Linked DNA regions of Zea mays: all the other regions are linked to region 1. A link is a contact called in public Hi-C data. All regions are on one chromosome and are shown on one strand. The core of a region is the stretch at or near the end of the contact, and the rest is flanking DNA. Distances in the headings are between cores, read along the strand shown.

Region 1 (4,287 bases), core at 1,477-3,976:
CGTGATGTAGTTGCAGGGTGGAGCACAATTCTTTGATGTTTAAGAGCAAATTTCACGGCCAGTTCCTTGCATTGGTTTGGGGTTTTACCAGATTCATTGTTAGCTGGAATTATAGCTCTCAGGAGCTGGTCAGAGACACCTCGACCATGGTATTATATAACTTGATCTGGAAACAGATCTATATAATCAGTGAAATGCCAGGAGAATGGTACTATGATTGATGTTTTTTTCAAGCAAGTACAGGCATGCTGATATGCTCTGGTTTTCAAGAATAGTCACCATTAGTGAACACAGTCAGAACAGTTCAGACGATGAATCGTTCATCTGGTCAGTTCAATCACAACCTGTTATATAAAGTAAAGCGGACAACTTTGGATTAGATCCCCTGCTTGAATTGTTTCTAGGTATTGTTATATAAAAAGAAATGTAACAAGTATAAATAAAATTATCCTGCAAATATTTAACCACAGGTAGTAATACTGACATTTTACATGTTCAATGCTAGTATCACATGCTGCTGTAAATAAAATGTAATGGTCATTATAATGTTCAATGATGATTTGATGATCCATGCAACAATTACAGCCTCAAATGAATGGTAGGATGCTTGCAAGAATGGAGTGTTCAATATTAACCATGCTTTAATATAACAAGCAAGAACATGGGGCTGTTTGATTTGCACTGAAATTTGTCATAAAGTAGACAATCCAAATTTGGAATGCCAAAATTGAGGTCAAAATTGGAACTAAGAGCATATCCAGCAGATCACCATTAATTCATCCCTAATAAAATGGAATTGGTGGTCACCGGTAGTGCTTTTTTGGAATATTCGGGGAGATGCTCCAGCACCAATAATCTTTCTCAATGGAACCCACATGTCAAAATAGAGGACGTGGAAAAAGGAAGATGACAGTTGTTGTGGTCCCAACACTAATGTGGAGATGCAACTCCCCTTTAATTGAGAGGAGATGGAGGTTTTCTTTGTGAACACCAGAAAAGGAGAGCTATTGGGAAGCTGCTGGAGCTATGGAATTGCCTCATCCCCAAATATGACAGTTTTATGCGGATGAGGAATGGTATTGGAGAGCTCCTAGAGATGCTCATCTTAGCTCAATTGGTTGAGGGTGTGGATGTAAAGCACAGACCACCCAATTCAAGTCCTCACTGGCAAAACATTAGGTGCCAAATTCTTAATTTATAGCCACCGACTTCCTTCTTTATTGGTCTAGTTTTAATATATAAAAAATCAAGGTCACAACCAATTTTAATGACCTTAATATTGGCAAGATTTGACAACTAAGGTAGCATAGAGATAAGGTACCATTACATCTTTTGGCACTCAACCAAATGGTAGCCAATATTGGTCAAAGGTGCCAAATTTTGGCTTGACTAACTTGAGCACACTTGGGTCACACAGACCAACACATGCCATAAGATAGGAAGCTTGTGCCACAATAGAAGTACCAAGGGCTTATAGAATAAAAAGTGTACTTTGTCCGGTTGTTCAAATGCATAACCAAGACTAACTACAGCCACTTGGAAAATATTCGGACTTGTTTGAAAATGTACTGCAGAAAACATCCAAGCTAGCAATACTGCATGATTAAAGGTAACATCAGGCAAAATGACTACTGATATATTTAAAAAGACGTTCATCAATTAATTGAAATATGTAAAGAACAAAAAAAAACAGATCCTGGTTCAAGAAGAGCATGTCGACTAGCCTAATCATATCAATGTGCATGATAACATGCATCCACTAGTTCCATACGACTAGCAAGATCAGACACGCTCATGGAACATTACGAGATTTTCTTTAATCTTTAGCAGTAGCAGTGGTTCAGTTTGTTAGTTTCTTTGGTTTTAAGATAAAGTAGACTTCAGTGTTTCTGGAACAAATACAAAAGAATGGCAATAATCTTTCAACTACGTTTGGCCTAACATATCCAAGTATTGACAGAATCGAGGAAGTCATGGTCCACAATGTCAACCCATTCAATGCAGGTACCCGCAGATTCCAACATAAAAATGACAGCTATGAGCCTGTTATACTACCTCTTGGTCTTGCTCGACGACGGCAGCCGCGACCCATAGAGCTGGATAGCGGACAGGAATGGCACGTAGTACTGCACGACGCCATCCGTGCCATTGAGCAGCAGCGGCACGCCGGCGCCGTACGCGCTCCACTCCCCGAACGCCTCCCACAGATCCGCGAGCTCGTAGTACGGCGCTCCTGCCCGGCACCCCGGCGTCTGCAAGCGCACAAGAACAGAACAATCGGACCCGTCAGCCGTCAGCACATGTCCGTACGGAAAACACGAGCGGCAAGCAAGCGCCGGCAGACACACTCGAGGAGAGCACCGCGCGGGAACGCGGACGGCGGTGGAGGCGATGAAACTCTCGAGGTTGGTAGCCGGCGAAGGCGACGGGGAAGGGTCTCGCCCGAGCTCCGGCGTCGGCTTCGCCGGCTCCTCGGCCGCCGAGGCAGTTAGTGGCGGATGCTGTCTGTGTTGCTTGTCAAGGAGGTGGCGGTGCGGTGGGGGGCAGTAGAAGCGGTCGGCGATCGGGGAGGCGACGCCGGGGACAGACATGGCGGCTGGCGCTCAGCCTCGCCACCTCCCTTGCGGTTGAGGTTGCTGATGTGCAAGTGCTGGATGTGGGCGAGGAGTCGCAAAGGGAGTAGGAGGCGACGGCTGCGTAGCGGGACTCGGGAAGTCGGGAGAGGAGGTGGAGAGAGAGAGAGAGAGAGAGAGAGAGAGAGAGAGAGAGAGAGAGAGAGAGAGAGAGAGAGAGCAAACCGGCAAAGGCTGCGGCTGCGTTTCCTTTACTAGTGGCCTAGCCTAGTGGGGCTGTGGGGCGGCGGCCGCGGCAGCAGAGTGGGCGTGCGAATAAAAAAATTCGCCCACGGCCACAGGGTGGTCTCTGGTCAGGTTACCCATCCCGTTTTGTACACGAATTTCGACCGTTTCCGAAAATAGAATTTTACCAAATTTCACCCGAATTTCTTATTTACCCACCGGTTTATACTTTCAAATCCAAAAATTCGGATTTCGCTTTTCCCGACCCAATTTCGCCGCTTTCTGACCGAATTTCGGTACTTTTTTTACCGCAAAACGCAATTTGGTTAGAAAGAATAAAAATTTTGGTAGAATGTGTCTGTATTTTATTCAAATCATGTTGCATAACAAATAACAACATATTCACAATAATTTAATGCACAAAAACACATAGAACATATATATGCAAATAGAAAATCACAATTAAGTGCAACACACGTCAATAGAAGGTTACATTTGTGTCATACAACCATAACATAGATTACCCAATAACACAAATTACAACACAAAACAATAGTCAGATGGTAATGCATCCACATATTCAGCTGGAGTCATAATATTCAGGCATGTTCGAAGCATCTGGGTGTGGATCCATTCTATATACATATTTCTATACAGTTAAAAAAATAAAATTAGCTAGATAATATGAACAATAAACAAATATTTAATGATAAAGGAAAAGTAACACATCTCAAGGCTGTAGAAGCATATGGATACATAAACAAATATTTAATGATGAAGGAAAAGTAACACATCTCGAAGGCTATAGAAGCATATGGATCCATGTTTGTGACACCATAAAATGGTTGTCCATATGTCGGATAGGGTGCAAGATGTAAGTATACATAAGCGGGTGGAGGTGGTTGTTCATACTTGTCGGGGGTGATAATTAGGGGTACCTAGATTATCCCTCCCGAAAGACGCACTCAGGAGAAGTAAAAACATAACCCCCGAGGGGAAGCAGTCGAGGTACCTCCTAACCCGAGGCCTCTCCCCAAGAGTCTCCCACCTCAGGCAGAACTCCGCCTCGCCCGAAGTCACCACCGCTCTGTCCGTCTCGCCCGAGCTGATCCCAGGCAGATAAGACAAGGGCGCCCGAAAACAGGTGGGGAACACTCGCATTTAATGCGCATACCTACCCACGTCGTGGCAGCAGGAGCACAGTGGTTAACAAGACAGCAGTCACATCCAGGCGCAGCAACATGATTACACCCCCGCTATAGTACGTGCACGCCGCCTGCCATCCCCTTGATGGGACGTCTAATAAGACGAGTGAAGCAGACCGACCCTTGGGCGTAAATCTCCGCCTCGCTCGACGCTAAGTCCAGCCCTCGGGCGCAAACTCCCACCTCGCCCGACGCAGAGTTTGGCCTCGGGCGCAATCTTCGTCTCGCCTGACGCTGAGTTCAGCCTCAGGTGATTTCCCGCCTCGCCCGAGCTCGGCCTCGGC
Region 2 (4,498 bases), core at 1,046-3,545, 140 kb after region 1:
GCTTAGTTTGTGGTAGCTGCAATTTTTTATTCGGTTTTGTCTTTGCCCACTTATCTTCACTTGTTGGATTTTGAGAGAATCTTTGATTTCTTGAGTTGTGGTTTGTGTCAGGGATTGCCTTGGGGTGAAGATCACTTTCTAGACCATAGCAAACACTAGGTTTGAGTAGCTTTTGGTTGTGATCTGAGATCACCCCGTTTCGAGTTTGTTTGAGAAAACCCAAACAAAACCAAAAACAAGATTTTGAATCTTTTTTGTGAGATGTTGATTTGTTCTAGTTGAAACTTCATAAAACATGTTTCTTCCATTTGCGGTTACTGTCTGCATACTTTGAGAGGATTCTATGCAGTTTGGAAGACGTGACACTACCACGTCGGGCACTGTCAGCCAGCAGAGCAACATTGCCGCTTGACCTGTTCTATGATTTTTCTTCTGGTTTTTTGCAGACAGTTGAGTTGGTTCTTCTCTAGTATTTTGGTGTAGTCAATCGACACTAGATTGATTTGCATAGTGCTTTGTTGCTTTTGGAATCCCTTGGGTTTTTGGGTTGAAATTTGGGTTCAAGTCACGGTGCTCTCGAGTGGAGAAAGGTTTATGGATCCCATTCACCCCTCCTCTGGTCTGCCCTGCTGAAAGATCTAGGACCTTATTTTGGTTTTGGTAATAAATCTCAACACTTGTGGACTAATCATTCTATTTGAGTGTGTGAAGGAAAGTTGGTTTAGTTCATAAGATGACATGGGACATTGATTGACTTTGATTTGATTACTCGTATGTTGGAAAACTCAAATCAAGCATAGCAAGGATAAGACCAAAGCAAGGTTTGGCTAAGAAGGATTGTGTTCCATGCAATGGAAGGAAAAGCAAGAGACTCAAGATAGGACATGCTATTGTAGTGGTGAAGCGTGAGTAGAGGGCTTCGTGCCGATGGACTGAGGCAATGGTGAAGGGCAAGATAGAGGCTCAAGACATGGACTATCGAGGCAGTGAAGTGTTAGTAGAGATGTTCGCACCAATGGACCAAGGTAACAGTGAAGAGCAAGTGGCACTACGATAAGTGAAGTCTATGTGATGGTTTGAGTTACCCACATAAACTATGAAGATCAAGTCAAAGGATCATTGTCAACATACGGGCCATACCTCAGACTACCACCACGATGCATTCAAGGATCCCAATATAGAAAGCTATTATAGGGTTCACCAACTAGATTCACTGCTCTTAGGGCCCCATACCTAGGGACCTCCCTTTGGCCTTGGTTAGGGCAGTGACCTAACACTACACAACAGCACTGCACATGATTTTCGGCGGCCAGGGCTCGGCCATCGAAAATAAAAGCTTATTTTTGGAGGCCAGGGCTCAGCCGCCGAAAATAAACTTTTTCGGTGGCTTCTGACACGACCGCCGAAAATAAGCTTTTTAAACGACCGTCTTCCAACATGTTTCCTCTCGACGCCTCGTTTTACCCTCTCTCCCATCCCGTTGCCCCCACCCCGCCGCTCCCGTCGGCTGACCGCTCCCGTCGCCCGGCCGCCGCCGAGCCCTCCTCTCGTCTCCGCTCCGCCGCCGAGCCCTTCTCCATCAAAAAGTTAATTTTTTGCGTAATTTATTTCATATTTTTGGTGTCCGTTATTTAATTGTCGCCAAAATTAATATATATATATATTTGTAATTACATTTGTTTGATTAGTGTGTATGATTAGTATTATTGTTTAGTTTGATTTCATTAATGTATTGTAAAGCCCGAAATCTGTATAAGAGAAAAATAATAGGATGAATAAATAAATATACTTATATGCTAGTGTTTTGGGGATTTTTTGATCTCCTTTTCTTTGTGGATATTCAATTAAGGGAATTAAAGTAGTCAAATAACAAATAAATAAATACAAAAATGTGCATTCCATGCTGGTTTCTTATATTTTTGCATTTGTATTCTAATTCGTGAGACAAGTTTAAATTTTAAAAAATTGAGTTTGAAAAAGGAAATAGAAAAGAAAGAAAAGAAAAGAGAAGGAAAAGAATATACAAAATAAAGAAAAATATACATGAATAAATATATTCCGCCATGTTGGCACTTTTATTTGTGCATTTAATCTGTGTGTGAGACTCACCAACAAATTTGAATTCAAATACCAAAATTTGAAATTGAGAAAGAAATGCAAAACAGAAATAATAAAAGAAAAGAAAAAAAGAAAAGGGTAAGCCGAATTGGGCCCAAATCCCCCGAACGGACCACTTCACCTTTCCCTTCACGTAGTCCATCTTTCCCTCATCGCCTGACAGGCGGCCCACGACCAACACTGCCCTCGCGCGCTTCCACCTGCCAGTACCGTATGGGACCCACATGTCATCCCTTTCCTCCTTCATCGTAACAAGCGCGCGGAGATCGGATCGAGCCGTATCCAGGCGAATGCAATCCATATCAACTGTAACAGATTATCTGCCTCTTGGCCTATAAAACCCAGAGCCATGTTGCTTCTCGCAGAAATAGATATGCCCCGGTGCCCTTCGTCTGTAGGCACCATGCGCCTCGCTTCGGACGAAGATGCGGAGATGGGAGATCGGGCTTGTCTAGTGCTTGTGTAGTGCTCGTCACAATGCGCCGTGCACAACCAGCTAGGGAAATTTTGGGCGCTGCGGGTGAACTGCACTCAACGATAAACGGCTGGTCGCTAGGATTCGTCCTCGCTGCGCAGGCTCCATCGACAAGCCATCGCCCAGCTCGGTCGGAGGGAGGTGGAAGAAGGTCCGTGCACCGTTCATTCCGTGATCGACGATAACGATTAGAAGATTATACCCCCCCCTTCGTTGTTGTGATCTCGACCCTTGATCTTAGATCGTAGGGTTCTGGGAGGCTCAACATGTTCGAACATCTGTGGCCACTGGATTGTGGGTGCATGAATAGGATTAGATCCTCAGGGTAGCGTTTCTTTGTCCAATCTGATCCACTAATTGAGTAATGGATGACATGGATTAGGTCGCGCATACCTTCGCGAGATTTAAACCAGGCCATTGAATCGGATCGGACGGCTGAGAATTATCAATAACCCTTCGGTCAACCCTTATTGCAAAAGAGACCCTGAACTTTTTATGAATCAACCCACCATCCACATTAGTTATAAAGTAATTGGATCGAGGTCCAGAAATTTATGATTTTTCCCGTGTTCTTTCAGAATTTTAGACCCGCAGTCCAGGGATGAAATAAATTAAGTAAATTAATATAGAAAATGATTTCTAGTATAAAATAATTCCAAAAACTTGTTTAATTCATATTTAATTCATCTTAACTCATTTTTTATCCATTCTAGTTGCATTAAATTCATATTAATATTGTTTATCCCCTGGTAACTTTATTTTGTCATGTAACATAAATTAAAATTATGCACTTAATTTCTTTTGTACCCAACACTTAAGTCTTCAGAAAATCATAACTCGTTAACTGTAACTCTGAATTTAGTGGTTCTCGAACCTAGGATCTAGTTGCGAAGCGTAGATCATTATTATTTGATAAGTTCTTATGTTTGGTGTGATGTTAATTTTGCCTATACCATGTTTGTTTGTATTGCTACGAGTAGCAGCGAGGTTACGAGACACTTGAAGACCAAGTTGGTACCTAGGAATCTCGAGTCTAAGGCAAGTTGTGCCCTTATCACTCTTCTTTACCTAATAATGTTCCTGTTAATCACTGTGACATGCTCAGGTTTATTTGATGGGACCTAATTGGTTTCCCTAGCATTGTTTATCCCCCACCTTGCAAACAGATGAACTATTGGGTAGATTTGCTATTGCTCTACCTGGTTTTGGGAAATTAATGTTGTATTATGATCATGTTCCAATTATGTTGTTGTTTTATTATTGTTCATGATAAGATAATCATGTTAATTGGAACATGGAGAACCACCCGGGAATACAGTGCTACCACAAGGGTGGAATGGGACGCACTTGGCCAAGTAATTAGCAAAGCTAGGGAGAGATTACCTTACCTGAAAGGGGCAAGCAGGGATGCATCGCTGCAGAGTATAGGGAGGTTCTCAGGTCGAACTACTGCCATGGCAGTTTGGACGAGGGATTTCTATGCTTCCTTCGTCCTGAAACCTTGGTGGGAATTCTCGAACTAGTGGAACTTTGGAAAGGCCTTGTTGTGCTACCATGCCTCGCTTCCTCGGTAGAGGTGTATGGGGTCCGATCAACCCCGTGCAAATGGATAACACGACTTGTGGGTAAAGATGTGCAACCTCTACAGAGTGTAAAACTGGTATATCAGCTGTGCTCATGGTCATGAGCAGCTCGGACACTCACATGATTAACTTATGGAATTAAACTCAATTTATTATACGCATTGCATTGTGGGTGTTATTATCAATTGTGATCTCTTATTTAATTGGGTTGGTATCTACTTATACCTAGTAACTGCTAATAAAATTTTGACCAACCCTAAAAGCAATGCTCAACTTTAACCATCTCCTTTGGTGAGCCTTACACTTCACATGAGTTCCCACC
Region 3 (4,459 bases), core at 664-3,163, 170 kb before region 1:
GGCACGAAGGGAGGTGTCGGAGGTGGAGCGTGGGTAGGATGGTAATGGATTGAGATCCAAATGTTTCTTCATAGTTTGTTAGGGCTCTAAATTAATTTTAGTTAAAAATAAATAGAAATAAAGTTTGATCCTAATCTGATCGATCCTTAAATTTTTTAGTCTAAAATTTAGAGCCCATTTTCATCCCAAAGCGCGGGCAAAGTGGGGTAGTGAGGATGAAGATGTAAAGGGAGTGCACGTAAGGGAGAGAGAGAGGTAGTGATTGCTGAAGTCTAGAAAAGAGTCATGTTGAGTAATAGGCTTACGCTGGGAGGGAGGTGGAAGGGATCGGACAATGTATGACAAAAATAATGATATAATTGAGTAGGAATTTTTTAGCAGACTTTGATTGCCACAATACATGAAAGCCTAATAAGAACTCAACCAAGAGGTATAATAATCTAACGGAAATAGTAGAAAGACAAGTAAACCCTATTTAATATAGATTCTTTTGAGAGATTTTTAGAGTGTTAATTGAAAAAAATATAACGGGGCGTTTGGATCCCTTTATTTTAGCGGAATTAGAATTCACTCAAAAAAGTAACTTATTTAGTTTGGAATTTAACATTCCACCACTTTCCAAAGTTCAGATATTAGCCTATCTTAAATTCATAGGGTGGAGGATGTGAAATGATTTTATGCATTAATAGAATTTGTTTCTACTCTGTAACTTATATGACACTATTCGTCTCACTCCTCTATAGTAAAAATGTAGCACATAAATATCTCCGACATCTTGCTAATAATAATATACAAATATATTTTGCATAAAATCGAGTTAGCTCAATTGATATATAACTAAATTATTATTATTAGAATAAAATTCAATTCCAATGATTTAAACAGGGCGTAAGAAAGAATCTATCTCTACATTGATTTTTATATATATATATATATATATATATATATATATATATATATATATATATATATATATATATATTGTCTATTAACTGTATTTATGATAGGGGCTCAAAATTGTCTATTAGCTGTCCCTTATACTTAGGTACAATGCCCTAACAATAATACTGATGCAAGATCATCCACGATCAATCGAATCTGAATATATATATATATAAGGGAAAAACAAGACAACATTATTGTCTTCAACTGTTGATTGTGATTACAAATTCAATGAGGGCAAGCGTTTGAATTATGAACTTCAATGACCGAAATGGTACGCATTCTAGAAGACTAGGAAGCATGTAGTCTGGAAACAAGGATTATTGATAACCGTTGAAATCTGCAGCCTCTGGAAATAAAAATCTTGGAAGCACAAACAAGATCTTTCCGAACAGAGAGGTACATTCAATCACGCGAATTCTTGATCAATGCATAAATTGGCAATGCACCGCCGAGTGCATGCCATAATTGTTGCGGTAAAAGAGCGGCCTTGCGGTCCAAGAAGAGTGGGAGAACGCCGCCGCGCGCCGCCGCACGGTGGTCAGATATTCAAGATGCGGGAGCATTTGCGCTTGAACCACCTGAGGCCCCGGCGGAGGGACGCCTTCACCTTGCCCCCCACCGCGTACGCCTTGTAGCCCGCCACCCGCCGCCGCCGCTTCATCTCGGGGTCGCCAAAACAACCCGTGCGCACCCCAGGCACTCCGCAGCGCCGTCTTGCGGTGACCTGCGGCGGGGCGGAGGGGGCCGGCAGCGCCATGGCAAGCTGCTGCCACGGGTGCTGTGGCGGCGGTGGCACCGACGCGGTAGTGCAAATCTCGCGGGGGAAGAGCCTCTCGGGAAAGGAGGTGGAAGGATCGGGTGCGGTGGATGGCCGAAAGAGATCGCCACGGGATTGGCGGTGGAGGAAGGAGGATGGCCATAGAGAATAAGGTGGAAGCGAGGACGGGACGTGGAGGGCTGAGGGCTTGCAGTCCGTCGCGTAATTCAAAACTATTTTGGGCATCTTTGGTTGTAGTCTTGTAGAACAAAAAGGCTTAGCGAAGTATTTGGCCTAAGCTAAATTCGGACCAATGAGGTCTACAAGTAGGGGTGGTAACGGGCCATTTAATTTAGTCTAGCAAATTTAAGGATCGAATCAAGTTAGGGTTAGATCATAAAACAATATAATTTTGAACTAACAAAATTAAGGGCCTTGTTGGTTTGTGAAGCAAGAATTAAGGTTATGATCCATTACCACCCCTATCTACAAGACATGCCAAAATTATTCTCTGCTTTTTTTTTACAAAAATATATTTATGTGATGTCGCGATGCACGGGACATGTAGTAATATAAAACAACTGGAGACCCACCATATGCTATTAAGTTTTTTACTCTAAAACATGGTCAATTTTGGTCTTGTTTGTAGATTTAATTGTAACGTGATATAATAGGGAAATTGGATCACCAATCACATGCCCCTTTAAAAGCGGGCCAAGCTAGAGAAAATTTGAGGAGATCGATTACGTCTTTGCGATGGAGAAATAGAAAGATATGAAGCAAGCTGGGCTTACCGGTTTGGCTGGGTGCGAATAACTGGCTCGGGGAGATGCGAATAGGATCAAAACTTGACAGGTAGAAATAATTTTTGTTTTCGGCCTGGGTGCGGCCGCACTAAGATGGGCCAGCTTGGCTTCGCCATGTTTAAAAAGATATTTTCTTTACAAACTCAAAATGAAGCATATAGAGTATACTAGTCTAATATCCGTATGTTGGGACGGTAGCCAACCATATTTGATGATATTAATTGAGTAACTAAGCGATACTTTTGAGTCTTATAGCATCTCCAAGAGATTGCTAAAATTTTGTTTCCAAAAATCTCGTATTGGGGACTGCTGAAAAAAAGATTCGTAAAAAAGTATTAATCTCATAGCAGACTGCTAAACAAAAACACCCTAATATTTTTGAAACATCACGCCATCATAGCTAAATGAGCCTGGTTTGCTGCCCTTTTATTTTCCTACTGTCCTTCCAGCTTAGTTCCATGTGCCTTGATTTATTTTTCCGGCGACAGGAGCCAAGAGGCCAAGCGATTTGCACTGAAGTACTACTACTTAATAAATCACTATAGAAGTGATGTTGCTTCTACTCCAGCAAGAGGGTATGCTTCTACTCCAGTAGGACAAAAGCAACGGACATCGGAGTGCTCGGCTCCTCCACCCTGGAACCATAGTTTCACTACACCGTCGGGGGCATGGTCTGCAGCACCTCCCATCTGCAGAGACGGAGGCGACATGGCTCTAGATCTGCTTGTCCATGAACCGCGACACATTCATCATGACGACTTCGAGCTTGCTTCTCCCGCCATGGCTCTCAAGGTCAAAAATAATGAGGCAAACAGGTGAGATGTGCGGGCGTGAGAGGATTGGGGGAGACTTTGCCTCAGGCAAATATACGGGATGAATCGTCGGAGAAGCGTCACTGCGAAAAAATGGGGAAGGATGTGGGTTCTGTTGGAGGCAGAGAAAATGGAGTTTCCCTCCAAAAATGTTTTTTTCAGGGCCTTTTAGCAATCTCTTGGACTTGCTCTTACAGTGTGTTTGGTTGGATATACATAGAGGGATGGAAGGGGACGGCCACAGTTTATATAGTGTTTGAATGAAAGTCACGTAGGGGCGAAATAAACACCGAATTAGTTTTTGGGGGCGGCGTGATCCAAAAAAATTGAGGGGACGGTGTCGCCCCCGCCTCATTACACTTTGACCTCAAACCAAATGCATCCTTAATGGACCCTCCACATAAAAATACTATAATAAATGAATTTAATGTCAAAGTGAATATATTATTCATATACCAGATATTGAACTGATAAAACAAATACTCACTCCGTTCACAAATACTCACTCCTTGCCGGTGGCGGTGCAATGGCGAAAGAAGCGGGCAGAGGTTGTTGCGAAATGTATGGAGTTTGTGCTAGAACGACAGCTGCGAGAACGCTACTATGCGAACAAATAGGATAGGGATGGGATATGATTTGTGACCGCGGGTAGATTTTGAAGAAATACATGGAGTTATTTATAAAAAAAATGACACGATCGATCATTGAAACTGGTACTTTAATATATTAGAGATTTATGAGAAAAAACCCTACATACCATTGAAATAAATCTACTCTTCTCTATCACCTTCAGAACATGATTCTGATATGTTATAACCCCTTTAATAGGATAACTGTTTCAGCAAACATATAAACATAGTGATGTCAGCGTTGCTCGTACTAATCATCCCCAAATCGTAGAGTTAGTTAACGAGTGAAGGGCTGGCTCGTTGAGTGAGTTAGGAGGTGATGAGGAACATGTCATGGGAGTAAGGTGTTACTTTGTAATGGTAGTTGATAGTCGCCTAGAGGGGGGGTGAATAGGGCGAAACTGAAATTTACAAATATAAGCACAACTACAAGCCGGGTTAGCGTTAGAAATATAAACGAGTCCGAAAGAGAGGGCGCAAAACAAATCCCAAGCGAATAAGCGAGTGAGA

The links. A called contact is a pair of places that touch in the nucleus more often than the background predicts.
Region 2: a contact with region 1 is called in a Hi-C map of leaf, with 4 times the contacts expected there. The contact joins the enhancer-like site here to the promoter of LOC100382620 in region 1. A contact is called at or near these places in 3 of 25 Hi-C or Micro-C datasets (bundle sheath, endosperm and leaf).
Region 3: a contact with region 1 is called in a Hi-C map of ear, with 2.1 times the contacts expected there. The contact joins the promoter of LOC100278919 here to the promoter of LOC100382620 in region 1. A contact is called at or near these places in 3 of 25 Hi-C or Micro-C datasets (ear, leaf and tassel).

The regions. Positions count from the first base shown.
Region 1 is chr3:55,357,891-55,362,177 of Zm-B73-REFERENCE-NAM-5.0, forward strand. It overlaps LOC100382620, which reads right to left and starts at 2,727. Exons shown (of 7, transcript NR_158540.1): 1 at 2,349-2,727; 2 at 2,056-2,252; 3 at 280-344.
Region 2 is chr3:55,500,831-55,505,328 of Zm-B73-REFERENCE-NAM-5.0, forward strand. No RefSeq gene overlaps it. Among protein-coding and RNA genes, the nearest start is that of LOC100382359, 35 kb to the right of the region's middle. Within about 2 kb of position 2,296, at least 18 of the 20 cell types and tissues checked have an H3K27ac peak or open chromatin away from gene starts, as enhancers often do. A contact at or near this core is called in bundle sheath and leaf, where this site is marked.
Region 3 is chr3:55,192,258-55,196,716 of Zm-B73-REFERENCE-NAM-5.0, forward strand. It overlaps LOC100278919, which reads right to left and starts at 1,914. Exons shown (of 1, transcript NM_001152039.2): 1 at 1,147-1,914. The coding sequence starts at 1,865. The coding sequence ends at 1,368.